2 separate regions of the Sus scrofa genome follow, and region 2 is linked to region 1. Evidence: chromatin contacts called from public HiChIP or PLAC-seq data. All regions are on one chromosome and are shown on one strand. Each heading gives the region's core, a stretch centred on a gene start, on an enhancer-like site or on the middle of the called end of the contact. The rest is flanking DNA. Distances are from core to core; before and after follow the strand shown.

Region 1 (4,894 bases), core at 665-3,164:
GCCCTACTTTTTCTTCTCTGGCTACAAAAGGGGTAAAAAAGAAAAAGGAAGTTAAAAAGTCTTTTAACTTCAGCTGTTGGTGAGGGGCTTGCAACAATGGTCCCCCCACCTCTCTGTCTGCATCTCTGTGATTAGAAGCAGCAGTTAGTGAGCAGAACACAGACTCCTGATATACAGAGAACTGGGTCCTTTCTGCTCATCCTACCTCCTGCAAGCTCTCCACAAGCTGCTCCAGAAACACATGCGCAGCTGCCTGCCACAGAGCTGGGAGTAGAGGATGGGGAGCTGCTACTAAAATCTGAAAACTGACTAAAATTACCCCCAATTTACTGTCCAAATCTTCCTCTGGAAGTTGCTAGCTTTGACAGACTCCAGAGTTCCCAAATAGCTACAGCAGTTATTGTCTTAAGTGGAGGGGAGGAATCCTGGTGCTTCCTACTCTGCCATATAACCAAGAGTTTTATAAAACACCAAATTGTTGCCTTATAACAACCTGCCATGTAGGTACTATTATTATCCCTATTTTTTATGTAAAGAAACTGAGGCACGGAATTACCCAAGGCCACATAGCTACAAAGTGGCAGAGCTGGGCTTCAAACCCAGGCAAGGGGCTCCAGACTATGCCATGTGGCCTATCTTTAGATAAGGCCAGGATCCGTGCTTTAAGGATCTAAAACCAGCCCCTATTTAGAGTTTTTTCATTTTTGTACATTGACCCTTTGCTGAAATACCCATAAGTGACTATAAAGATTTTAAGTTCTCCTACCAATCATCCTGCTAAGGAAAACTCAATGCTATGTTCTGTATGAAAGACTGGAAACCTACTAAAGGTTCAGTAGGAATGGTTAAATAAATGGCTGACTATCTATCAATATATATAGTGAAATACTGTGCAGCTATTAAAAAGACAGGCACTTTTCTATGTACTGTTGTGAGCGATCTCTACATGCCAATGTTAGATTTAAAATAAAAAGCATGAAACATGGAGTATTTTATGCTAAGCTTTACTTGTGCTTTTTAGAAAAGACAAACTATTCAAATATGTTTATAAGTGCATATAACATCTGTAGAAGGATATGCCAGGAACTAGTAACAACCCTAGGCTCCATGTAGAAAGGGGAACTCTGTGCTGGCAGGGAGTCTGACTTTTCTGTGTGTATTTTTGTACTTTTGGACTTTCTACCCTATACATATATTATTCAGAATAATTTTTAATGTCATAGATATTTCCTACGAAAAGGAGTGGCTGCAGGACAGTCCCTACAAGGCATTTTTGTTGGCAGACTCAGTTGCTCATGCTCCAGAATTTAGCTCCTGGGAATTTACTAGTTCCAGGGAATAGGCATATGATTTTTAGAGGCTCCTGTTTACAGACTGAGTGGCAGAGCCTGTCTCCCTTGACACATACACTCAATGAAGCAGGAGCTGGCCCGTAGATTAGAAGCGGGTATAAATCCTGCCACTTTATAGGCCCTAAGGTCACTGAGGCTGTTTGAGTCTCCTAAGAAATGAAGTGTGAATTGCCTTCATTTGCTTCACAGGCCCTAGGATTATTTTAATCCACCCTGTTCTTAAAATACATCGAAATAAGAATCTGGCCAGATGGCCTGGGACTAGCTGGAATGTCATCTGGGGACCAGCCTCTCCTCTTATCCCTTCTTAGTTAAGGACTCCACAATTCACTGTTCCAAAAAGCTCCTTAAATTGTGGATAGGTAGCTTTTCCTCTAATTAAAGGATACTTGTCCTTCTTGTTCTGAATGAAATGAATAATAGTTAGAAACCTTGCATTAAAGTAATAGATTGCTTTCAGTTTATTTTAAGAGCTGTTGTCACACCACTCTGGGAGGTGACCTCATGGGTCCTTAAAGGCTAAATAGGGCTGCATACCGTGAACACCAAGGCCGGAGCCCTGGTCCAGCTCCACCCACTGACTCAGCCTGGAATAGGTCCAAGCCCAGGGATATATGGGCTTTAGGGACTGGAGGTGGATGTTTTTGGAGAGAAAGGAAGCAGAAAGAAGCCTTCCCACTTTTCTTCTCGCATCATTTGTTGACATATGTCAACATCTGTTATTAGCATATGTTTGCAAATGGTAGACTTTGTTGAGTTACCTTTAAGAGCGATTAGTTTACACAGGATTTAAAGATAGGACTAATGCTTCCTTCTCTTTCTAACTAGTGTGCAAATGGTAACATCTACAGTTTGAGTTTCTAACCACTAGGGGCTGACCTAACTCCACCAACTATTTTTGAAACCACATCTTTTGCAAATTATCAGCTTTCAAGGTGACTGGATTACACTGTTCACCAACATAATGTCTAGAACCATTTCTCCCAACACTGAAGGTCTTGCTATCAGAAGAGAGGGGAATGTTAGGCTTGGGTTCAGAGATAAGAGGAAAAAGTGGAAGAAATAACACAAATTGGAGAGAACATGAACCAGAAGGACATCAGAAAGTCCTAGTCTAGCGGCTTACCTCATTGAAGAAGCACTGCTGGAGGAGCTCACCTGTCCAGCCTCCCATGAACGAGAATCCCTAGGGCTGGGACCTGAGTGTTGTATGTTCAAAAAAGCCCCAAGGTTGACTCTTACGTGTAGCCCAGGTCAGAACAGCTGTGTGGGGCTAACACTCACTTTGGAGAAGAGGAAATTGAGGCTCAGAGAGGGGGCAGCAGCCTTGACCGGCATGCTTCCAGGCTGTTTTGGGGAAAGCACCAGGTCTCCTGCCTCTCTGTCCAGGGCTCTCCAGGAGGGAACATCCCCTTCTAGGGCACTGGGTCACATGTACAGTACACCACTTACGATTTGGTTTCTGGCAGTCCTCTTGAATGATCTGCAGGATCTTTCTGTGCAATTCTTTGTCTTCTCTAGTTACCTAAACAGGAAAAACAGTTTGGAGAGAAAATATTCTTAGGTTACACAGAAGTTGTGTCATCCAGACTCCCAGATTAGTATTTGGGATAGTTTCTAAAGATTTCTTAACAATCATCATCCCTACACCAATAATGAGCGTAGTTTCTGATACCTGGCCTGTTGTCAAACCAGTTCTGTCCCTAGGCAACTCAGTGCTTTCTAGTTGACTGACAGGCCTTTCTCTTAGAAGGTGGTTCACTGGGGCCATGACAGCAAGAAAAGCTGGAATTCCTTGCTTTTCAGGACAAAATTTCTTTCTTTCTTTCTTTTTTTTTTTTTTTTTTTTTTTTTTTTTGTCTTTTGTCTTTTTAGGGCCGTATTCACAGCATATGGAGGTTCCCAGGTTAGGGGTCGAATAGGAGCTGCAGCTGCCAGGCTATGCCACAGTCACAGGAATGCCAGATCCGTGTCTCATCTGCGACTTACACACAGCTCATGGCAATGCCGGATCCTTAACTCACTGAGCGAGGCCCGGGATCGAACCCGTGTCCTCATGGATACTAGTTGGGTTTGTTAACCACTGAGCCATGACGGGAACTCTGGAACTTCCTTCTTAAATGTTGGTAACACATTCATAAAATTTCTCTTATTCGTTATATTTTTGAGGAAGGCACAAATGGTCAAACCCTAGGATTCTTTCTTTTCTCTTGTTTCTTCTTTTCTGTCTTGGGTTTCACATTCCTTTACTCAAACACAGGGAAAAAGAAAAGAAATAAAACTGTAAGGAAAAGCTAGCAACAGAGTAAATCTGGCCTATAAGTGGAAACACTGCCTGTTTTCAAAGGCAAATCTAACCCAGGTTCCTTTCTCAACTAGCTCAGGTAAGAGGGAAGCAGCATCCAAGTGAGTTTCACCTTCATGTTCAAAAGTAAATCTAGTATCAAAACAAGAGAAAGGAAAAAAGAGAAAGGAAGGAAGGAATGAAGGGAGGAAGGAAAAGAGGAAGAAAGAGAGGAAAAAAGGAAGAAAGGAAGAGGGCCAAAAAAAAGTATGCAAACAAACGCAAACATCAAGAATGAGCCTCGGACCGCTGGACGCAGAATGACCAGACTTAAGAGTGGGGATACTGATAAGGACTCTCAAGGTTGTTGGCAAGATGAAGCGAGGTAAGGGGCAGAGCTGCTGAAAGCTGGAGTGCACTGTACAAAGAGAAGGTAACTATTTTCCTGAGGCAACGCCCTTAGGAAAACAGAAACCGAGGAGGCCAGGGCTGAGGGAGAAGGGGAGAAGTCAGCGAAGGGGGCTGGCTCTGCCCAGGAGGAAAATAGAGCTATTATTGCTCGATCACCCCATTCCAGCTCATACTGATTCACAGGAGGAAGTGCCCCAGCCCTGCCACACCTCAGCCCTGGACCGCTGCCCACAGTCTGCTGTTCCTCAGGAAGAGCTGCTTCCTACTGACCCAGGAGGCTGAGCCAGAGCCTCCCAGGGGGAACGTGACAGGATGGTGCAGCTTCCCCAAGAGGCAATCAACTCCCACCACACCTGCCCATCCTGGAGGGGCTGGGCTGCCCTCACCCGTGTACAGAATGGAATACTCTTCTCAAAAGTTATTCAAATAGTATTGAAAATGTATCTGGGAGTTCCCGTCGTGGCGCAGTGGTTAACGAATCCGACTAGGAACCACGAGGTTGAGGGTTCAGTCCCTGCCCTTGCTCAGTGGGTTAACGATCCGGCGTTGCCGTGAGCTGTGGTGTAGGTTGCAGACGTGGCTTGGATCCCGCGTTGCTGTGGCTCTGGCGTAGGCCGGTGGCTACAGCTCCGATTCAACCCCTAGCCTGGGAACCTCCATATGCCGCGGGAGCGGCCCAAGAAATAGCAACAACAACAACAACAAAAAAAAGACAAAAGACAAAAAAAAAAAAAAAAAAAAAAGAAAATGTATCTGAATTCTTTAAAACTTTCTAAAATGGGGAATCACTAGAGTAAATCAACATTAAGAAAATGTCCTATTAAGAAAGCTTCCCCTTAGGAATCAT
Region 2 (4,740 bases), core at 1,056-3,555, 140 kb after region 1:
TTATTGAGAATCTTTAAAACTAGTTTGTCCTACGTGAGAACATTCTGTAGCTTTTTTTTTTTTTAAATCCCGATTATATTTTAAAACCTACAGTCCTCCAGATCTTCCGACCCCTCAGACTTCTTAGTGTTCCAGACCATCTCTAGTCACCACACGAGTGTCCTTTTTACTTGGAGTTTTTTGTCGAGCAAGCTCCTCCTTCGGGTGGTGCTTAAAATAGTTCTGTCAACATATGTGTATATACATTTTTTATGTCCTTTTTTCTCTTGGGATGGATTATTTTTCTCACCAAAATTTTCATGAATCGTATGACTTTACTTCTGCTAAAAATAACTTCTTTTTACCATTAATACATAGGTTCATGCAAGAATCAGTAAGCATTAGGTAGCATCATTTGGCAAGTGGTCAGCTTGGCTAGAGGCACAGCGTGTCATTTTCTAATCCTGGAGCGTTGCATACTATGGAGCACATGCTTGACTTTTTTTTTTTTTTTTTTTTTTTTTTTGATGAAACAGAGAGGCTCAGATCTACTGCCATCCAGCTGAGGACATATCTCATATCTGGGTTCTGTCCAGAGATGCTAGCAAGTTTGGGCTTTTACTCTGTTTCCCTTTGGAGCATAGGAGTCTATAAAGACTTGGATAGCTTGGAAAGGTAAATCTCGTGTAACTAGGGAAAAACTCATGTCTTGTGAATCAAGTATCATTAAAGGGGATGTAATACCAGAGCTTCTAAAGCTACTATTACAAAAACAAATTGATTCAGCATTTAGGTAAAACTAAAATATGAAAAAGGCATGATGCAGTCATTCATTATACATAGTAAGTTTTCATGAGCCAGTAAAACATTGCTTGAAATTCAGCAAGGCCTGTGCACTCATTTTTCCCACACTGATCACAGCGGTTGCTCTCAGGATGTGATAAAGGATGCACAGGACCACACAGGATGTTCAGTGTATCTGTGGCTGGTGGCTGTTGCTGCAGTTGTTTGACACAGTGGAATTAAATGGTGATTTTTCTTCCCCTGGATAACATGTGATACACTCAGGAGAGACATGGAATATAATCCCATCTTTCAGACGAGCAGAGGTGTGTGGAAGTCGACTGAATTGACTCCATTTTTAGTTATCCAGCAGTGAGAGTCACAGCTTGTAACAAATTCACAGGTTGGCCCAGTATAGCCTCTTCTGACTTTGAGTGATTTTACTGTGCATTTCTGTGGAGCATTTGATATTTGTGCATTTTTCCTTTGTGTGTGTGTGTGTGTGTGTTTTGCCATTTCTTGGGCCGCTCCCGCGGCATATGGAGGTTCCCAGGCTAGGGGTCTAATCAGAGCTGTAGCTGCCGGCCTACACCAGAGCCATAGCAACGCAGGATCCGAGCTACGTCTGCGACCCACACCACAGCTCCCGGCAACACCGGATCCTTAACCCACTGAGCAAAGCCAGGGATCCAACCCGCAACCTCATAGTTCCTAGTCAGATTCGTTAACCACTGCGCCACGATGGGAACTCCCTGTGCATTTTTCCTTAATGGAAGTTTTGCTATTCCATGTATTATTACTTGCCTTGCAAGCATAGTTCCTTTGCCCCAGGATAAATCACTACATTAATTGCACATAATCTTGTTGCTCATCTGTTGCCTATGTGTTTCTCAAGTAGTTTATGCTTTGGGAAAACCTTAAATGCTTTGTTATATGCCCAGATTGACTTAGTAGTTGCAGATTAAGGTCTGCCTTTAATGATCTCAGTGATTAAAACAAAAGGCCAGAATCTCCCAAAGTACAAGCAACTCTATGTTTGTAATAGTGTTAGAATCAAACCCAGCTGACCCAAAATATCTTTTCTTTTTAGCTTTTTTTTTTTTTTTTTTGGTTAGATAGATCACGTTAAACAATGTTAAAAAAGAAACCCTTTAATTGGAAATTTTGCAATTGAAATGACTCAATCTAATAGACCACATGAATGTTCATAGACATTGAAAAGTGCTTAAAACCCAACTGCACCCAGTCCCCCAGGCATTTCCCAAGTGCAGAGCAGGGGTGCCAGCTTCCCACCAGGCGGTCCCCTCACCCTCCTCTCCCCTTCTTTCCTCCTGCCCACCGCCCTTCCGTTCCTATGGGCTGCAGCCTAGTTCACCGTAACATACTATCAACTCTAGTGTGGCCCTATGCAGACAGGTCAGAGCTGCAATCAAACAAACTTCCTAAGCAAGTGGGAATGTGAGATACAGTGAGAGATAACTAGGAAAAACCCTGTCACCACCCTTAGAGGAAGTGGATTTCCTAATTTTTTCAGTTGCGAGAGTTGCTTCTTAGCTAACTCTTTTCTACGACTAGAGAATGTAGAGTGAGCAGGGAAGGAAGGAGCTGAGAGCACAGCCTTGCAGACTTAGCCGGAACAGCCTCATCGAGTGGCACCCCAACTTCCATTTACTGGGCTCATTTTTAGGCAAAGCTCCAGGACTCCTGAGCCAACGTTTATGGTAACTGGCTTCCTAGGCTGGGGCTGGAACTCAGTGTCACAGACAGACGCCTGGTCAGCAGGGAAGCCAGTCTCATCCTATACCATCGCTGAGCCCACCCAGTGAAGCTGTTTCAGGCTGTGTATCTTGGACTGAATTCTACATACATATATATTGTTCCAGACTAAGATAAGGGTTCTAGTTGACTGTTCGTGGTGCTGTCTCAGTAGGACAATGAGACTCCAGCTTTTGCCCTCTGGAAAGGTTTTGACGTAAGTGCCATAGGCCATTGCAAGAACTGGCCCAGGGGGCCTTTCCACTAAGGGTCGCTCATGGCTTGACGGCAATGCTTCTCCTTCTCCGTCCAGCGTAGACTTGGTCACCTGGAAGTTAGAAGATGAGTAGGACGTTGAAAAAAATACCTTTCAGTCTTCGGAAACTTAAGCTTGGATAACTTAAGGCACCTGTGGCTACTGAAAAACTGGCTTGAAAGGTGACCTCTTTTGTAAGACTTAGCAGTGGGTTTACATTGATTTTCATCATGAGCTTGGTTCTCCATTCCTCCTTGCGTTGACACTCCTTCCTTTCTCCCTGGCCTTCATTTGATTGTTATGCAGATGATGTTGCTGGCAGTGTCTGCCTTTAGTAACTGGGCATTTGCCTAACATTTTCCAGTTGCCAGAGTTGCTGGCTCTGGAACATGTGGCCTGTCTCCCAGCAGGCTTACCTTTGTCTCCTTTTTCTCCCTTGTGCCCTCGAGGGCCGGGTGGCCCAGGCCGACCTGGTGGTCCTGCAGGGCCTCTCTCACCTAGGAGGACACATGGGGGCATGGCTGAGTAAAGCACTGGTCGGGGCCCGGAGGCGCACATGTGAACCCAGCACAGCACTGGTAGGGGAGCTGCTTCCCCTGAGAGGCGGTTGTTACATAGGATCCTGGTGGCTGTTTCCTGCCACCACTTACCTTTGGGTCCAGAGATGCCCACTTCTCCTTTCTGCCCAGGGGGTCCTGGGATGGCTCCATAAGCTGCAAAGGGGGAAAACTGGCCTTAGACTAGAGATCACCCTGGAGCTTGGGAGTTAAGTGGCTTGTTTGTTCAGATTAACACAGGCAGGTAGTAGTAGAGTTTGGACTTGTAAGAGAAAAAGTGTAGAACTCATTGGATTTTCAGCATCTCAAGTGTTAATGAGGTTTTTCATGAGACTAGTTTCTAAGGAGCAGGCCCCTCATGAGTCGAGGCGGCAAGTTAAGTGTTGGGAAAATCATCGGGGATGCCTTACTTCTGAAAAAGTCCATGAGATCCGCAGTCACGTTGCTGTAGGCAGAGAAGACCTTGCTGACTCCAGGGGGCCCCTGGGGCCCAGGCCGGCCTGGTGGGCCCTGCACCGTGTAGGCCATCCCTTGGAGCAGACCCTGACCTGCGAAACACAGGGGGCCAGTCACCCGACACTGTCTTCCTAGTGGGGACACAGTGCCCTCCAACACCCAGCGCAGTTACTATGAGGGGGGCTGCGAGGGAAGGGCGCCGTGGCTTCCTTTGTCTCCTTGCTGTCGGCCTCCCTGAGCTTTTATCCCAGGCGTTTTACTGCGTAGCTAGCTGTACCGGTAAGCCGCGGGGAGGAAGGACTATTAGCTAACAACCTTCCTTCAGCCCCACCAGAAAACCTTCGTAATCAGAAATTCTTCTGAGAAAGGATAGTTGGGAAAACAAAGTGTAAAGACCCTAGCATCTCTGTTCCCCACAGCATGACAGGTTCCAGTCCCCACTGGGCCCTTTGAACCAAGCCTGTCTTCAGTCCCAGCCCATCTGACTCCAGAACTGCTGTCCCTCTGGATGTGGAGATGCTCACAGGGCCCCCTGCATCCCACCCCAGCCTGCAGCGCCGAGGCCGAGTGTCCCCACTTACGCTGCATGCTCTCGGACACCCGAACGGCCAGCTCGTTGTAGTCCAGACCTCCGGCATAGCCGGCCCCGAAGCCACCATTGCCACCGAACATGCCACCTTCTGCCACTGTCCCATAGCCCCGGCCCATGCCCATGTCCAGGCCAAAGGCTCCCCCTTCGCCCAGGGAGCCCCCACTGGCTCCTCCTATGCCCATGGAAGAGCTGTAGGAGCTGCCCCGACTGAGGGAGGAGGAGCTGCTGTCCAGGCTATAGGAGCTGTCCACCGACACCAGGCGGCTTTCCCCAGGGGGGCCAGGGGGGCCAGGGGGGCCGACAATGAAGCTACGCACATCAGGACCTGTGGGGAGGAAGAGGCATCTGTGGGAGCCAGTCTT

The links. HiChIP or PLAC-seq counts read pairs in DNA pulled down with a chosen protein or histone mark.
Region 2: a contact with region 1 is called in an H3K27ac HiChIP or PLAC-seq map of alveolar macrophages. The contact joins two enhancer-like sites. A contact is called at or near these places in 4 of 47 Hi-C or Micro-C datasets (blood, embryonic fibroblasts, epiblast stem cells and 1 more) and 2 of 2 datasets of contacts at active chromatin or transcription factors (alveolar macrophages and skeletal muscle).

What each region holds. Positions count from the first base shown.
Region 1 is chr14:114,817,912-114,822,805 of Sscrofa11.1, forward strand. It overlaps STN1 (STN1, CST complex subunit), which reads right to left. Exons shown (of 10, transcript NM_001243685.1): 9 at 2,805-2,877. Among named protein-coding and RNA genes, the nearest start is that of STN1, 31 kb to the right of the region's middle. Within about 2 kb of position 1,915, at least 17 of the 83 cell types and tissues checked have an H3K27ac peak or open chromatin away from gene starts, as enhancers often do. A contact at or near this core is called in alveolar macrophages, where this site is marked.
Region 2 is chr14:114,957,511-114,962,250 of Sscrofa11.1, forward strand. It overlaps COL17A1 (collagen alpha-1(XVII) chain), which reads right to left. Exons shown (of 57, transcript XM_013983710.2): 53 at 4,368-4,703; 54 at 3,741-3,878; 55 at 3,424-3,486; 56 at 3,190-3,270; 57 at 1,894-2,845. The coding sequence ends at 2,793. Among named protein-coding and RNA genes, the nearest start is that of COL17A1, 48 kb to the right of the region's middle. Within about 2 kb of position 2,306, at least 3 of the 83 cell types and tissues checked have an H3K27ac peak or open chromatin away from gene starts, as enhancers often do. A contact at or near this core is called in alveolar macrophages, where this site is marked.